Regions from separate parts of the Mus musculus genome. Here region 1 is linked to region 2. Evidence: chromatin contacts called from public promoter capture Hi-C data. All regions are on one chromosome and are shown on one strand. Each heading gives the region's core, a stretch centred on a gene start, on an enhancer-like site or on the middle of the called end of the contact. The rest is flanking DNA. Distances are from core to core; before and after follow the strand shown. Region 1 holds the start of Ccn1 (cellular communication network factor 1). Region 2 holds the start of Kyat3 (kynurenine aminotransferase 3).

The links. Promoter capture Hi-C pulls out the DNA fragments that hold promoters and counts their contacts.
Region 1: a promoter capture Hi-C map of liver shows a contact between it and region 2, with 7 times the contacts expected there. The contact joins the promoter of Ccn1 here to the promoter of Kyat3 in region 2. A contact is called at or near these places in 2 of 39 promoter capture datasets (both in liver).

Annotation. Positions count from the first base shown.
Region 1 is chr3:145,646,894-145,653,029 of GRCm38.p6, reverse strand. It overlaps Ccn1 (cellular communication network factor 1), which reads left to right and starts at 3,045. Exons shown (of 5, transcript NM_010516.2): 1 at 3,045-3,300; 2 at 3,595-3,808; 3 at 4,153-4,497; 4 at 4,619-4,833; 5 at 5,062-6,059. The coding sequence starts at 3,238. The coding sequence ends at 5,364. Gm17501 (a long non-coding RNA gene) reads right to left here and starts at 2,953. Exons shown (of 3, transcript XR_003954574.1): 1 at 2,110-2,953; 2 at 427-1,647.
Region 2 is chr3:142,699,493-142,705,364 of GRCm38.p6, reverse strand. Kyat3 (kynurenine aminotransferase 3) reads right to left here and starts at 4,317. Exons shown (of 14, transcript NM_001293560.1): 1 at 4,190-4,317.

The DNA.
Region 1 (6,136 bases), core at 1,796-4,295, 2.9 Mb before region 2:
GGAGCACTTCTATGGTCCAGAGCAGCGTGTGATTCTGGGACCAGCAGCATCGACATCACCTAGAGACTTGTTAAAATGTAACTGAGAAGAAAGTCTGGAGTGGGGCCTAGCAATCCGAGTTTTAACCAACCCTCCGGGTGATTCTGGTGTACGCCCTAGTCTGAGACCCACTAAACTAGGAAGCTGGAGTCGACAGGTTTGGGATTATGATCTGTCTCAGTTGCTGCGAGACAGTGAAACCTTCTTGGGGTAATCTAAACTTCCCTGGCAGCTGCTAGTGAGACTCTATCTCTCAGCTCAAGCCAAGAGCCGCAGAGGACAAGCAGTCCTTTCTCAGAGGCTTGTGGCTCAAAAGAAACAAGTCCACTGGGTGGAGAGACGGTGGGGGTGAAGAGTCCTGCAATGAGAACCCGAAGGGACACTTACCCACTCCATTTGCACATTTCCCTCCCTGTCTGTCAACGAAGGATCTGTAGCTCTCAGCAGAGGAGGTGAGAAGGCGACAGCACGTCTGGAGTTGCTGGACCATCCTAGGCAAGGACTTAAGCAGCCGCTGTTTCTCCTGGTTCCCAGCATGCTGTCTGCAGAGGCGATGCACAGAGGTTCCCGCAGCCTCTCCTCCTCCAGCACCTCCTGGCCTTGACGACTCCAGCACCCCTCCTCTTCTCACCACACACCCGCTGCTTTAAATGGACAGCTGACGCTAATGTTCTCCCCGCGTCTCCTCTGGGACAATCCCATTCTCCGAGATTGCCCAGTTGGAGTCCAGAAACAAAACCCCACACATCCTCGTTAGAAAACTTTAATCTGATTTTTAAAGGCATCTATGGAATGGCGTGTCTGTTTGAACGCTGTGCCGTATACCGGACCTCTAGGCTTCCCCCCCTCACCCTCCAACTCCCCTCAGCAAAGGAACACAGCATATTCAGGCCAGTTGGATCATCCACTGCAACTTTATTTTAAATCATGATAGACAGATTGCGTGAAAAACAAGGAATTCCAACGAATTTCCTGCTCTGGGAACAGAAGTTAAGTCTATATTTAACAACATTTGAAGCTGTCAAGAATGCCTTGTGGTTGGATAACAGAGGGAGAAAAATGTTAAAAACGCAGGCTACTGCTATACCCAAATATGGAAATATTGTTACGTCTGGTGTCTGATTCACCATCTGGAAATACTTACAACCATGAAGTCAAATAGAAAAGACGCCACAACAGAAGCCAGGAACCCTCCTCTCCATTCTGTTTCTCCAGCGCCTCCTTCTACCCTGTTCCTTGCCTTCTCCACCCTCACCCCCTACCCTCCCGAGCTTCCCTAAGATGGAAACAATGAACTGTGCGCAGGAGGAACTGTTCTCTAATAAATCGGCCAGCCGAGGGGACCAGGCCTAGGCTTTGCTTTCATTATTTGCATAACACTTGACAACCCATTGTCTTTAAAAGTCCCCACCCCCAGAAAGCCTTGGAGAACCTACCGCCTCTAGCAAATTCCTCCAGGACTTACGAAAGGGCGCTTTTGAATGAATGAACTTAACTCTTTCCAGTAACAGCTGTCTTCACTGGAGTGTGCGCAACAGCCTCTCCTTCTCACTGGAGTCATTCATAGAACAGGCAACGCAGGAGGCTCTCTTAAGCAAGATCGCGAAGCTGCAAAGGCAGAGAGGCCCTAAATATTAAAAATGAAGAAAAGCTATCCCAGTTTATGAATGGCATTAATAACCCCAAATAGGGTCTTGTGTGGGAGGGGTGTCTTCAGTTGTATGTTTAATAAGATCTTAAAACCCAACTTCCTCTATTACAGTGTTGCCTTCTAAATCCCTCATGTCTCGGAACTTGGAGGGAGCCACTGCACTACCCTTGAAAAAGAAGGCTTCTAAGTGATCCAAAACAAAGGAGTTAAACACATGGACGGGCCCAGACACACACACACACACACACACACACACACACACACTCACACACACGGGGGGGGGGCAAACAAATACACACAGCGAGACACATAGGGGGCGGTGGGGGAGGGTGTCTGCAAACACCCCGAGTCTTTTTTCCAGCTATCCACAGGGCACAATGGTCCTGTTAGAATCTGTTTTGTCCCGGTAGCTTTTGCACCTGGTGATTTCAGGACAAGTCACTCCACGGTGGTCTCCTCCGCTTCTGCTTTGGCTGCTCAGTTTCCACCGCCGCCAGTCCAGGGAGAGAGGCCAGGAGGGTTGACCCGGCCTCCGGCATCCGTGAGGAAGTGGACGTCAGGCTCCGGGAGAACTCTGCACTCGTTTCCTCTTGGATTTCCAATGCAGGCAGTGGGCTGGAACTAAAACTGGGAACCTCCAAAAACAAACAAGTACAACATACCAAAAAAAAGGGGGAGGGATGAGGGAAGACCTCTGGCTGGAAATATGCCAGCGAAGAGGGAAGCTTCCCTCCCCCCCCCCATTCATAAATGCCACTCCGGGTATTAATTTGCAATACACTTCTCTTGGCTAATAAACATCATGCCAAAGCTTTGGGACTTGATCCGAGCATGCCTCTTTGAAGTCCACAAATAGATCCCTGGCTTAGAAACCAACTCCCCCTCCCCTTTGGACTCTCAGTAGATAACTTTACTCTCACCTTGGTTGTAAACAAGCAAACAGCTCGCTGCCTTTCCCGGTAGGCATCACCAAACAAAACCACTTTTGTTCCTCTGTCTCCCGCCCTCCCATGTCTAGGCAAAGATCTGAAGGGTTCACACCAACACATACACCACGCCCCCCCCCCCCATATACCCTCTTCAATCAAAATCATCACCCTCGCGCCCCAAGCATCCCGCCCTCCCCAAAGGAAGTTGTTATTTAAAGTGGAAAAAAACGAACTTTTTTTTCTCTCTGATGGATCTGAGAAGAGGGGGGAAAAGGTGCAACGGAGCCAGGGGAGGTGCTTGGCAGCAGCCCGCGCCAACCAACATTCCTGAGATGTTTGAGAATTCTAGAACGCGCCGACAGAGCTACGTCACTGCAACACGCGGCGCCTAGGCAGGCATTATAAAGGGCGGGCTCCCGGCGCTGGGGCAGACCGTGAGCGAGAGCGCCCCAGAGAAGCGCCTGCAATCTCTGCGCCTCCTCCGCCAGCACCTCGAGAGAAGGACACCCGCCGCCTCGGCCCTCGCCTCACCGCACTCCGGGCGCATTTGATCCCGCTGCTCGCCGGCTTGTTGGTTCTGTGTCGCCGCGCTCGCCCCGGTTCCTCCTGCGCGCCACAATGAGCTCCAGCACCTTCAGGACGCTCGCTGTCGCCGTCACCCTTCTCCACTTGACCAGACTGGTGAGTTGGATTTTTTTTTTTAACCACTGCTTCCCGGTCTGCCCTCATCGATTCCTTTCCCCGGGCCATGATCTTTCACCGCAGGGAAAGTTAGACTGAAAAGTTCGGAGGTAGCTGTTGCTTTATGCCCAGGGGGCCTCTTCCTGGGACGCAGCCGCTGGGGTGGTCAGGCTGCCGGGACGCGATCGAGACACTTCTGGTGGACGGAGCCCCACAGCCAGACCTAGGCTCAGGGCAGTTTACGTGCCTCCCCGAGCAATGCAAAGCAATCTCACGCGCTTCTCCCTCTTGCAGGCGCTCTCCACCTGCCCCGCCGCCTGCCACTGCCCTCTGGAGGCACCCAAGTGCGCCCCGGGAGTCGGGTTGGTCCGGGACGGCTGCGGCTGCTGTAAGGTCTGCGCTAAACAACTCAACGAGGACTGCAGCAAAACTCAGCCCTGCGACCACACCAAGGGGTTGGAATGCAATTTCGGCGCCAGCTCCACCGCTCTGAAAGGGATCTGCAGAGGTAAGAGGCTTGTGGTTTGGCCCCTTTAAAAAAAATAATAGTCCCCATAGTCCAGAAGTTTAGTAATTTTGAGACCATGTATGGTGGACGCTTTGTTGATGGTAGCTTGGCAGAAAGGCACATGATTTCAGCAGTCTGGAATGCAATTCAGAGTGTCTGGGCCCAACGAAAAGCGCATACGGAAAAGTGATTCCTGACTAACTTATTGTTCAGCTCTGGAGTCTCGGGGGAACTGTAGGGAACTTTACCATACATTGAATTGAACAGCGGAAAATATGTATGAGTTTCAGCCTGTGGCGGCGAATCTTAACCTTCTCCTCTCTCTCTTTTGGTCGTCTTTGCAGCTCAGTCAGAAGGCAGACCCTGTGAATATAACTCCAGAATCTACCAAAACGGGGAAAGCTTCCAGCCCAACTGTAAACACCAGTGCACATGTATTGATGGCGCCGTGGGCTGCATTCCTCTGTGTCCCCAAGAACTGTCTCTCCCCAATCTGGGCTGTCCCAACCCCCGGCTGGTGAAAGTCAGCGGGCAGTGCTGTGAAGAGTGGGTTTGTGATGAAGACAGCATTAAGGACTCCCTGGACGACCAGGATGACCTCCTCGGACTCGATGCCTCGGAGGTGGAGTTAACGAGAAACAATGAGTTAATCGCAATTGGAAAAGGCAGCTCACTGAAGAGGCTTCCTGGTAAGTGGATATAGAGTCCTTAAGACACTGTGCAGAAATGCTTTCTTGGTCTGCAACTTTGTAGAAACCAGTGTGTGTATGCAAGCATCTAAGAAGCCTTCCATTTCCTTTATCTTTCTAGTCTTTGGCACCGAACCGCGAGTTCTTTTCAACCCTCTGCACGCCCATGGCCAGAAATGCATCGTTCAGACCACGTCTTGGTCCCAGTGCTCCAAGAGCTGCGGAACTGGCATCTCCACACGAGTTACCAATGACAACCCAGAGTGCCGCCTGGTGAAAGAGACCCGGATCTGTGAAGTGCGTCCTTGTGGACAACCAGTGTACAGCAGCCTAAAAGTAAGTTTCTTTCAGGGCTTGACCGTGATGACCCCACAGGTGGGTGGGATATGAGCCTCTGTTCAAAAAAGAAAAAAAGAAAAGTCCATGATATATCTGAAAAGAAATTGTCTTTATGAAGCCCAACACTATGTACAGTGGTTAAAAGCATACCTCCAAACAAACAAACAAACAAAAACAAAAAAACAACAATCCTCATTCTTGGCTTTCTTTTGTTCTTTCTTCCAGAAGGGCAAGAAATGCAGCAAGACCAAGAAATCCCCAGAACCAGTCAGATTTACTTATGCAGGATGCTCCAGTGTCAAGAAATACCGGCCCAAATACTGCGGCTCCTGCGTAGATGGCCGGTGCTGCACACCTCTGCAGACCAGAACTGTGAAGATGCGGTTCCGATGCGAAGATGGAGAGATGTTTTCCAAGAATGTCATGATGATCCAGTCCTGCAAATGTAACTACAACTGCCCGCATCCCAACGAGGCATCGTTCCGACTGTACAGCCTATTCAATGACATCCACAAGTTCAGGGACTAAGTGCCTCCAGGGTTCCTAGTGTGGGCTGGACAGAGGAGAAGCGCAAGCATCATGGAGACGTGGGTGGGCGGAGGATGAATGGTGCCTTGCTCATTCTTGAGTAGCATTAGGGTATTTCAAAACTGCCAAGGGGCTGATGTGGACGGACAGCAGCGCAGCCGCAGTTGGAGAATGCCAAGGGGCTGATGTGGACGGACAGCAGCGCAGCCGCAGTTGGAGAAGACTTCGCTTCATAGTACTGGAGCGGGCATTATTGCTCCATATTGGAGCATGTTTACGGATGACGTTCTGTTTTCTGTTTGTAAATTATTTGCTAAGTGTATTTTTTTGCTCCAGACCCCCCCCCCCCTTTCTTGGTTCTACAATTGTAATAGAGACAAAATAAGATTAGTTGGGCCAAGTGAAAGCCCTGCTTGTCCTTTGACAGAAGTAAATGAAAGCGCCTCTCATTCCTTCCCGAGCGGAGGGGGGACACTCTGTGAGTGTCCTTGGGGCAGCTACCTGCACTCTAAAACTGCAAACAGAAACCAGGTGTTTTAAGATTGAATGTTTTTTTATTTATCAAAGTGTAGCTTTTGGGGAGGGAGGGGAAATGTAATACTGGAATAATTTGTAAATGATTTTAATTTTATATCAGTGAAGAGAATTTATTTATAAAATTAATCATTTAATAAAGAAATATTTACCTAATATCTGAATGTATGTTGTTTGGTATTTTTAGAACCCATCCAGGCAATCAGGAACAACTGTTCTTGTCAATCATTCCAACAGG
Region 2 (5,872 bases), core at 3,068-5,567:
AATACTATCTGATTGTCATGGAGTCATTAAGGTTAACAGGGAGGACATTCCTTAAAGGAGAAGTGTAAAATATGCACATTATTATACAAACAAGCCTTATGACCATGGCAGCCATAGACACTCATAGAGGACCACATCCATTGACCCTGTCCCAGGGGCAGGAAGCGTGCTATTCTGTCCCCAATAAGGCCATGCTGGACCCAGTAGAGTCTCTCCCCAAAGGATCTTGGGGAACCCGAGGAAAGAGGAGGAGGAAGAACTAACTATAGGAGCCGAGGGGTCGAGAACACCAGAAGAACACAGCCCACAGACATCAACTAAGTAGGGCTCATAGAGAACTTACCCCTATGTGCTGATCATAGTGTCCTTGGAAATCCTAGCAGTTGTAAGAGTAAAGTGGGGAGATCATGTTTGTGGCTAGCCTGGGCTAGCAAGACTGTCTCAAAATCTTGAGTGAGCATGCAGCTCAGTAGAGGAGTACTTGCCATGCACAAGGAAAAGTCCTGTGTTTAATCCCAATACCTTAAAAGAAAAGAAAAACCCTAAAGCCACCTCCCCTTGAGTCCCCTTTGAAAATGACCACTGCATTCCCCTGTGGTGCTTCAGTATTCTTAAATAAATAAAGGTATTCTTTTGAGACATCCCCTCAGATCCACTGATGTTTTATTGAGATTGACATTAAGTCATTTTGCATTGAGATTTGTGAAGATATTTTAAATTAAATTATTAATTTTTAAGGCCAGGTATGGTGGCCTTTGATCCCAGTGCTCTGGAGGCAGAGCCAGGTGGGTATCTGTGAAAAGCCCAGACTGGTCTACAGAGTGAGATCCTGTAGTAGTAATAATAATAATAATAATAATAATAAATATCTTTGATCTCATCGTGAACATGAAATTTTAGTAAATAAAAAGACAACTTCTAGAAGTTTTAATATCCAGACTAGATCATTTAGGAACTAGTCAAATTTCAGTTGTGGCCATCTGGGTAACAATCACTAGTAGTAAAAAGACAGTGTATAAGCTGGGCCCAGAGGGGAGGGTCTGCAATCCCAGCTCTGCCAAAGAGTGAAACTGGATTGTCAGAACATCCATCCCTTAACTCCCTAACGTTTTGACACGGGGGTCTAATGAGGTCCAGTCTGGCCTTGAATTTTCTATGTAACAGAGGCGAGCCTTGAACTCCTGATCCTCCTTCCCCGACTTCCAAAGTGCTGGAATTGCACGCATGTGCCATGACACTTGGCTTCTTCAAACAGGTTCTTGACAAATGAGAAGCTATGGATCTTACATTAGTTTTGAAGATGGGTTTCCTGGACAACTATTTCAAGAGTCTCCAGTTACACAAGAAGGATTCATTGGGAACTGCTTCTGTACCCGTAGGGAAATCATTCAGTCTCAGGAAAATGCAGGGAGATCTGGGCAATGAAGCTTCTCGACTGCCCAGCTACTTAGAACTGGAAAGAAATCCCAGCAAACAGAACTCATCAACCATCAGCTTTTATTCTGAGTGTGTAAGGCAGCTGTAACACTACATGGTGTTTCTTCTCACTTCTTAAACTAGGAAGGGGTCAGACATGGCTCACTGGGAGAAGGGTTTGCTGTGGGTGCACACATTAGGACTTGAGCGTGGATTTGCACACTTGATGACAAGTCTTGCCTATGCAAATGCTGTCCCCGAAAAAGGGACTGTGTGTCCCTGAGTTCCTTCGAACCTAGGGCCATGCCCAGGTTAGGCAAAGCTCTCTAGCAGTCTTAACTATGTTTCCAGTTCTTATTTTCTTTTGAAGCTTGGGCAAACTAAACTGCCTCCAATTCCTTATATAGCCTCAGGCTAGTCCTGACTCCACCCTTGGCCACTCAAGTAGCTGTATAGGTGTAGGTAGCCCTTGTGATTTTTGACTTGGGAATTAAATATAGTGTATTGCCAAGTTGTTAGATATAATTAACTTTTCCCATTCTTTTATTGCCAAGTTGGCTTATTGGCTTTTCAATCACCAAGGGGGCAAACACACTTGATTCAGTTACAGATTCTGAGCCTGAGAAGAAAGCTAGTTTTCCTATTTATTATTATTATTTTGTTTTTTTTTTTTGAGACAGGGTTTCTCTATTCTTATTCTTATTATTTTGTTTTTTTTTCTTTTTTTAAAAGATTTATTGATTTATTATATATAAGTACACTGTAGCTGTCTTCAGACACACCAGAAGAGGGCATCAGATCTCATTATGGGTGGTTGTGAGCTACCATGTGGTTGCTGGGATTTGAACTCAGGACCTCTGGAAGAGCAGTCAGTGCTCTTAATCACTGAGCCATTTCTCCAGCCCTGTTTTTTTTCAAGACAGGGTTTCTCTGTATAGCACTGGCTGTCCTTGAACTCAGAAATCTGCCAGCCTCTGCCTCTCAAGTGCTGGGATTAAAGATGTGTGCCACCATTGACAGACCTCATTTATTTATTTTTGAGACAGGTCTTATGTAGACCAGGCTATCCTCAAGGCAAGGGTGACCTTGAACTCCTGATCCTCTGGCTTTCACCCCCCAAATGGGATTACTAGCCTCATTACATCTGCATGGCTTTTGACTTTTAAATGTGTTTTTTGCTAGAACGCTGTACATTGATATTCATGGATAAACTAAACTGATATATACATTCAAATGTCATGAAATTAGAAGAAAAAAAAAAGTTGTTGGCTTTTGGTTTCTCCTTAAGCTCAAGGGTCTGTGAAGAAAACCAGAGATATGTGAGTCAGGGTGACCCAGGCAATCTAATCATGGCATAGGGTATATCAAATATGAAACCCATGTTAGATACACACGGATCAACAGAAAACTAAAACTACCATTTTATCATCTCTAGGGTGGACTGATTCAGAACTGGAAGACCGTGGGCAACCTAGAGGTTAAAAGTTGAAGGAAAAACGCAAATCTCAAAGGTAGGCAAAGCATTCACAACTCAGTTTAAACATGGTTAAAGTTTAGTGCTCTGAATTTACCACTCAAACTACCAAGTTACAAATCTGACCCATAGGAGGTATACAGACATAAAGAATAGTTGTGTTAGCAATCTGAAAACGTCAGGAACCTTCAGGTTACCTAAAAGCTCAAGAAAGATTTATCAGAGACAGCCTCTTGATAAATAACACTGCTCCCTTTATTTTCACCACATGCCATACCTGTTAGCCGGGTTCTAGAGTGTTTATAAAGTTCGCTAATTGCAACAGAGCGAGGTGAACAGGGTTCTAGCTTTCAAAGTACAGAGGCATTCAAGGCCATATGAAGAGGTGAAGCATGAATAAAAAACACAGTCAAGTTTATCAGCATAAGTGTTAAGAGGCATTATCAGCATAAGAGTTAAGAGGCACCATTCAAAACGGGCTTTAAGGCCGCGTGAAAGTGAGATTCTCTCACAAGGGAAGCGGTATGGTCACCTGATGCCGAAATTAGGGTACCGCACACAGGCAAAAGTTGAACAGATTTACAGGCTGGCTGGCTGCAGCCCTGAGCAAGCTTCCCGTGTGCCACCTACCTACCCAGCAGCCCATAGGTGGAACACTGAATGGAGGTGCTTAGGGGCGAGCGGCTCAGATCTACAAGAATGCTTGACCTTCAGACACCACCAATTAAGACTGCTTTTGTCTTTTGCAAAGCTCCGAAAAGATAATCTCAAGCTTCTGGTTTAACTGCTTTTCCAACCCTGAACTTTCGCCTTATCTGGGCTAGGGAGGTAGCTCAGTTAGTAGGGATGAAGCTCTGGGTTCCAACCTAGGCACCGAATAAAACCAGCAGCGGTGGCGCACACCTCTAATCTTAGCACTGGGTGTGTGGGTCGGGTGTGTGGGAGTGGAGATAGGAGGATTAAAAAGTTCCTTTGCCACAAAACTACTTCCAGAAGAAGAGACTGTCTCAAGAAACAAACACAAACATCTTTCACGGATGAACTGAAGTCAGTATTGCCCTTGCAAAGGTGCGTTCTAAACACCCAGACTACACAATCAAGAGTAAAAGGGACAAGGGTGGACTTTTCTCCAAAGAAAAGCCTGTCAACCCCAAGATAAATCCCACAGTCTCCGCTGTGGTCCGACCATGTGCCTAGTACGGGCGCTTCTCCTGCCCGCCGACCTCCCTTTGGCTCCCGGCTCCGCAAACTCTGTATGCCCCGGGCCGAGTCACCGCTCACTACGTCCCGCCCGCTTACATCGTTCTCCTGGTTCCAATGCGTCCCTGGCCTTAGTCCGGAGGTCGCTAGGTGTCGCCGGGGTTCCTGGCGGAATGCACTCGGGGATCCAGAAGCAGAGTGCAGCAGGAACCCTCCTGATTGTAGAGGAGGCGGGGTGGAGGCGGTTCGTGGCTCTGACCAGGGATTGGCTCCGGTATCAGGGCTAAGGCTACAGATTGGTTACGGATTTCTCCAATCGTGGCGCGCCCTGTGAGAGTGCACAAGAAGCTCCCAGGCTAGGGGACAGGGCGTGGCCTTGGCTGAGTATCCAGGAAAAAGTGGAAGTGTGCGACTGTTTGGAGCAGAACTGTTTTTAAATCTCCGCTGCGTGGATTCGAAGCAGGTTCTAGGAGAAAGACTTGAAAATGCTTGAGAGGCCGGCCTGTGTAGTTGTCTATGTGTTCCCTCTGATGGGGAGAGAGGAGGGAGAGGGAATCTTTCCTTCGGAACTGTAAAGTGATGCAGGACCTAAAAGGCGGAGGAAGTGACACTGAAGCGGGAGGACAAGCTGTTAAGAGCACAGCTTGGGGGTTAGATTTTCTTCCTCTTGCGTTTAAAGGAGTCGAGGTGTTGTAGTTCACGAGAGCGGCTGAACGCTGTACTCACGCCTGTAGGAAGGAACAAAAGCGGATTTGGTTGGATGCACTGACCTTGCCACAGTGAGCCAAGCGCTTCTGTATTTTGTTACGAACATTAAAGGTGCTCATTGTAAGCAAGGGCACAGGCAGGCTGCTGAACTGACCGACCCATGGTGGGAAGAAGATGTTTACCTAAGATATAGGAGAGAGAGAATAACTAGAGGATTTGGGGAAAGTCCAAAGCAGTTATGGGAAGAGAGCAGAGAGGCAGACTGGCAAGGGCTGTCTCTCCAGAGCAGAGGGAATAGCAGGAAAAACCTTGCGAGTTATAAAGAAAAACCGGTGGCTGCAGCTTCAGGTGTGTGTGTGTGTGTGTGTGTGTGTGTGTGTGTGTGTGTGTGTGTTTGTCCTGTGAATTGGAACAGCCTGGAAGTTTAGAATAGAAGGGGAGGAGGGCTTGAGAGCTCTGTGGCTTTGGTAGGCACTTTGTATCTTAATAGGCAAGTGGATTTTCCTGGCAGACAGAAGGTTTCAGAGGTCCTTAAGGATGAGGGTGAACTTTTGTCTCTCCCTGAAATTCTACAGTGGAGCTTGAGGTGAGGCAAGCCTTCATTTTGAACCCAGTCAGCGGGTCTGTCCATATTCGGGATTCTTGGAGTTTTCCCCTTTGGACCTAAAACTCATGACGATCTGGAATGGCTTTATCTGCAGTCGGTGTTCTGTTGATATTGCTGAGGTTGAATTGGGGAACATCGCAGTTCGTTCTCAAGGTTTTTGAGGCTAAGTGGCTGCTCGGTGTCCCTTTCCTTTCTCTCTCTTCTCCTTTTCACATACAACCATTACAGTAAGCTGCTAGTTTCTTATTTCAAAACACAGGGTATGTTTCATGACCACTGTGTTCCTAGTTTCTGATATAATTACACTGCCCACATGGTGGACTGCTGCCTTTACCGTTTCTTTGACTTGTGGTTTCCTTGCTCATTAGAATGTCAATTTGCTGGCTGCAGCCATCTTGGAGCAAAACATGGAATCTACAAGTTGAGTTTACTGTTCTTTGTTTGTCCTTTTGTTTTCAAGATAGGAT